Linked DNA regions of Ovis aries: region 2 is linked to region 1. A link is a contact called in public Hi-C data. All regions are on one chromosome and are shown on one strand. Each heading gives the region's core, a stretch centred on a gene start, on an enhancer-like site or on the middle of the called end of the contact. The rest is flanking DNA. Distances are from core to core; before and after follow the strand shown.

Region 1 (2,740 bases), core at 80-2,579:
CAGTTGCTGTCATGTACAAGCAATTAAACTTACAAATGCACTCTGAGAAGAGAGCACCTTCATTTGTAGGGGACCTGCTGTACATACATTTCAGGCAGAGGGAACAGCATATGCAAAGGCCCAAGATAAAAAATAGCGTGGTGTATCCATGGCACAGTAACCTTCTAATATTTTGCTTAGGAGTTTGTCCATTTTTTTAGAGGCCCAAAATGGCAAATGGAATTAATCTTGAAGGCCTGCTGCCTCTTGCCCGTCTTTGTGTTCAGTATGTGCCCAGTCATTCGGTCATGTCCAACTCTGTGACCCCATGGACAGTAGCCCGCTAGGCTCCTCTATCCATGGAATTTTTCAGGCAAGAATATTGGAGCATGTTGCCTTTTCCTACCCCAGCGGAATCTTCTCAACCCAGAGATGGAACCTGCGTCTCTTGTGTCTCCTGAATTGGCAGGCAGATTCTTTACTGTGGAGCCACCTGGGAAGCGCCAGTATTCAAACAATCTACTACACATGAGAAACACAAGACTGACACGCATGGTGCCTATTTGCAGTCTAAGCACAGACCATCTTGAGCCACTGAAGAGTGTTGTTACTCTGGAGAATAATGTGTCTAAATGTATCCTTCTTGCCACCCCAGTTGGGAAAGCTTCTTTAGGATCTAGCCTGGCCTCAGGAGCATATCCTGGGACCATGAAAGATGCTCTATCTTTCCAGCCACTTACATCATTACATGTAAGTAGTCCATAGGGTCTGAATTACGATACCCACCCTTGAGGAGAAAGTATAAACTTAAGGGGAGGGAATGAGAACAAATAAGTATGAAGAGTTTAATAAATGCCATTAACGGTACATTCTTAAAACATAAAGAAGAAAGAACAGCAAGATCTCCCTGATGGAAAGAAAACTTCATTGAATGGATTATAAAAGATACTTGCCTGACAAGTGGCAGTCTGAGAGGTGGAGAAGGGTATTTGCACATGAGGAATCATCTGAGCTCACAGCATGTGATGTGTGAGAGTCAGCAGCCTATTCAGTGAACAGCAAAACGGTTTGGTATTTCCAGAGTTGTGAAGGACCAGGGCCAGGGGCAGACATACAGCAACAAGGGCAGTCTGGGTAATTGTGCAGTGCCTTCTATAAGAGCTGTTTCTTAGACACACCTGAGGAGGTAAGGGGGAAAACCTTCTAAGTCAGAGAAACTAGGAAGAAAGCCAGTGAGACATTCAGAACAAAGAAATCAAGCCAGAAATTAGGGCTAATAAGAGCATCGACTCTCTGTCCTCCTGCCTGGGTGAAATACAGAAGTCCAGGCTTGAGTCCAGGTGCTTTCACAAACAGTCCTGACCCTGTGTCTGTGGGAACACCTCCAGCACCTCCAATCTGACCGAACTGCCAGTGCCCTCTAGTGGTGGCTCACTTGATGGCTAGATGACACAAACCATCCAGTTCTTCACCCAAGTACCTGTCATGCGCTGGCTTCCATGACAGCTGCTGGAGCCACAGGTCTTTAAGACACTGATTTCAGGCTCACATTTTAGGGTGTGAGACACTGAAATGAACACATCCAAACAATAGTGTGTGAAAGTAAAAGTGTCAGTCGCTCAGTCAGGTCCAACTGTTTGTAACCCCATGGACTGTAGCCTGCTAGGCTTCTCTCTCCATAAAATTTTCCAGGCAAGAATACTGCAGTGGGTTGCCATTCCCTTCTCCAGGGGATCTTCCTGACCCAAGGATCGAACACAAGTCTCCCACATTGCAGGCAGATTCTTAATTGTCTGAGTGGTCAATGCAAAAAATAAAAAATAAAATGCAATCAGAGATAGTCATAAGACAAAGAGTTTGTATAGAAAAGGGGAGCTAATAATGCAGAGTCAATTCACCCTGAGGATAGTTGGCAATAAATCTTAATTTGTAGGAGATGTCACACTTTGCTGCTTCAATTCTGGCAATGTTCTGAAGTCGCTAATTATATTGAGCTATTCCAGGTCACATATTGCACAAAGATGAACGTGGGAAAGTACTTGTTTCATTTATAACTGAGGCGGAAAAAAAACCCTCCAGATAAATAAATCCATGGCAATCAAATGTAACTGTAGCTCATGCTAGGTAATAAGTGTAACTTTGCAGATAGATATGCTTTATAACTGCCCAAGGGGAATACTTGAATCTTTTTAAATAATCATTCCCCAAAGGATCTGTTTTTCAAAGTATTTTTACATCTTGAGTTAATGTTCAGTGGAACACTTCAGTATATTTTCCCATTTTATATTTTATAATGTCAACACGTGAATCAACTTTGCACCTTGTTGATGTTCTTCAAAACTTTATCTCCAGCCCAGCTGACATTCCTATGTTTATTTTTCTGTATCACTTAAGGCCACACATCTCTCTATTTATACCAGAGGACACCAGCATCAGGTTTGACTTCTCTTTTCTCAACTAAGCTTCCATTAATTCCTCTTGATATTACATCTTATATGCTTCTCAAACCTGTCTACTTCTCTCTGACCTCCCTGCCTCTACTGATGTGCAAGTCTCCCAAATGGTCCTCTGGACATCTTTCTTTTTTTAGTGCATTTTTTAAAGGGGTCAATCTAACACATATTATTCTCCCGCTGGAAGTCATTAACTATCATCCCTTTAAGTGAAAGTTCAGTAAAAAGTACCTAAAATTGCTTGTAAAGTCCTTCCTGATCTGTCCTCTGCTAAGCTCTCTTGCCTCAATTTCATTCTTTCCTTTATG
Region 2 (2,700 bases), core at 153-2,652, 210 kb before region 1:
ATGGAAACGACTGAGCTGAATGATTAGGTCTAATTTCTTAAATATGAGGAAAAATGAAGTTCAAAAATAATTTTTAAAATCTTTCCATTTCCCCGACAAGATGAAAAGGCAGAAAAACTAGACTCTCCCTAGATTTGAGAACTGCTGGTCTTATCACCTGTTGAGAGTGGTTATGGTATCTATGTAAAGAATACTGTGCTTCAGATAAGAAGTTGGAGACTGGAGAATTGCTGAAAGACTTGGGCACATCCTTTAACTTCAGGAGCCTCAGTTACCTCACCTTAAAGGGGGAGTAATAACAATACTTGGAGGATGTCTGGAAAAAAATGGGGAAATGGTTGTGAAACATAAAATATTGGCTTAATAAAAGATGTTACTAAGCGATTATGTGCATTTTCACTAAATGTGAAGACCTTCATAACATCTAAATGCAGTTTTTAGTCCTAATTGCATAAGAATGGTCCAGGGTGGAGAAAGATGGCTTTGTAAGAGTTTGCCTTGTTTCTCTGCCCTACCTCCCCCCACTCAAGCAGGCTAACAGCCTTTGATTTCAATATTTCAGATGTGCTGAGACAGTGAAATAGTGAGTGCCAGCCACCTGCCTCTAGCCCCGTTTGCCTTAGCTAACTTAAAAATATTTTTAATTAATTAATATATATATTTAATGTTAAGGAAGAAGAATTTAGGCGGGTGAAGGAAGGAGTTGGTAGTTGGGATTTCTTTATTTTTGAATCCGACAGTCCTGATTTTGTCTTCCTGTACCTATTCCCTTAAATCTTATGGCACTGTTGGTTTTACAGTTTCAGTGCGCCCCTGGGGACAGAGCAACCTGGCCTGCTTAAGATCATGCTAGAGTCTCAAAGCAGAAAGGGAAAAATGTTCACGCTCATCTACGAATCAGGAGTGTGGTTTGCCTAGATTGCTCAGGGTCAGGTAGGTAAGATACACTTGCCAGGGTTACAAAAGAGCGTCAGGAGGAAGATCCGGTCCTTGCGCGAGCCTCGGTGGATGGAGAAGGAGGAAGGCGGGCACCTTGGCAACTTGTCTGAGGTGGGGTAGCCGAGGGAGACCTTTTAGTCCTAGCCTCTCCACGAACTCTCCTCTGGCAGAGAACCTGAGGAGGCGCGGGGCCGCGCGGGGCAGCCTGGCTGGGCAGCCGGTCCCGGCAGGAGCTGGGGCATTTCGAGAGGAGTCTTCTGGGGGCGGAAGGATGTTCGGAGCCCAGGCGGCCAAAGCAGTGATCAAGCCGCAGCAAAAAAATGAGAGAGAGAGAGGGAAAGAGAGAGGGAGGGAGGCTCTCGGCTGCTTCTGCATCCTCCTCCCACTGCACTTTGGCCCACGCCCACGGGCGCCCCGCCCCCCCTCGGGCTTATAGCAGGCGCCGGGCACCTCCGGACGCCTGGGAGCCGACGGCGCGGCTGCCTGCTTGGCCCAGGAGCCCCGGCGCCGCCGCCTTAGTGGCGAAGTGAGGCGGCGGCTGCGCCCCGCATCATGGAGGGCAGCCTAGCCGCGACCCCAGCCCCAGCCCCGGTCGCCACCGACAGCCGCCGCCTCCCGCGCCGGGTCTGCCGGCCCTCGTCGCTGTTCTCAAGCTGCCGTCCCTTCCTCACCTCCAAGGCAATATGAAGGCGACCCGGGACCACGCGAGCGCCCCTTTCTGTACGCGCTTCAACCACTCCGACCCGGGCATCTGGGCGGCCGAGCGCGCCGTTGAGGCGCCGAACAACCTCACGCTGCCCCAGGAACCCAGCGAGGACTGCGGCTCGGTGTCCGTAGCCTTTTCGATGACCATGATGATCACCGGGTTCGTGGGCAACGCGCTGGCCATAACGCTCGTGTCGAAGAGCTACAGGCGCCGGGAGGGCAAGCGCAAGAAGTCGTTCCTGCTGTGCATCGGCTGGCTGGCGCTCACCGACATGGTCGGGCAGCTGCTCACCAGCCCGGTGGTCATCGTCCTCTACCTGTCCCACCAGCGCTGGGAGCAGCTCGACCCGTCGGGGAGGTTGTGCACTTTCTTCGGCCTGACCATGACCGTCTTTGGGCTCTCCTCGCTCTTCATTGCCAGCGCCATGGCCGTCGAGCGGGCTCTGGCCACCCGGGCGCCGCACTGGTACTCAAGCCACATGAAGACCAGCGTCACCCGCGCCGTGCTGCTAGGCGTATGGCTGGCGGTGCTCGCCTTCGCCCTGTTGCCGGTGCTGGGCGTAGGTCAGTATACTATCCAGTGGCCCGGGACTTGGTGCTTCATTAGCACTGGGCCTGGGGGCAACGGGACTAACTCCCGGCAAAATTGGGGCAACGTTTTCTTCGCTTCTGCTTTTGCCATCCTGGGGCTCTCGGCGCTGGTGGTCACCTTCGCCTGCAACCTGGCCACCATTAAGGCCCTGGTGTCCCGCTGCAGGGCCAAGGCCACGGCGTCGCAGTCCAGCGCCCAATGGGGCCGAATCACGACAGAGACAGCCATCCAGCTCATGGGGATCATGTGCGTGCTGTCGGTCTGCTGGTCGCCGTTGCTGGTAGGTAGTTCCCTGGCTTGGGGAGTTCCAGGTGGGCGCGTGCGCGCCGGCGGGCAGTGAAGACTGGAAAGTGACAGCACCTGCAGGGGCGTGTCTGCAAGCAGAGAACTTTGGAGAGGGCTCTACCTGCGCTGTCTTGGTCTCGGCTTCAGAGCATAGCTCCTCATTTACTTGCTGAGCATCT

What was found. A called contact is a pair of places that touch in the nucleus more often than the background predicts.
Region 2: a contact with region 1 is called in a Hi-C map of skin fibroblasts, with 2.5 times the contacts expected there. The contact joins the promoter of PTGER3 here to the enhancer-like site in region 1. A contact is called at or near these places in 6 of 16 Hi-C or Micro-C datasets (hypothalamus, liver, mixed tissues and 2 more).

Annotation. Positions count from the first base shown.
Region 1 is chr1:46,585,425-46,588,164 of ARS-UI_Ramb_v3.0, reverse strand. The region is part of intron 2 of PTGER3 (prostaglandin E receptor 3); the gene reads left to right. Among named protein-coding and RNA genes, the nearest start is that of PTGER3, 210 kb to the left of the region's middle. Within about 2 kb of position 1,329, at least 3 of the 54 cell types and tissues checked have an H3K27ac peak or open chromatin away from gene starts, as enhancers often do.
Region 2 is chr1:46,795,236-46,797,935 of ARS-UI_Ramb_v3.0, reverse strand. It overlaps PTGER3 (prostaglandin E receptor 3), which reads left to right and starts at 1,402. Exons shown (of 3, transcript XM_060410844.1): 1 at 1,402-2,516. The coding sequence starts at 1,623.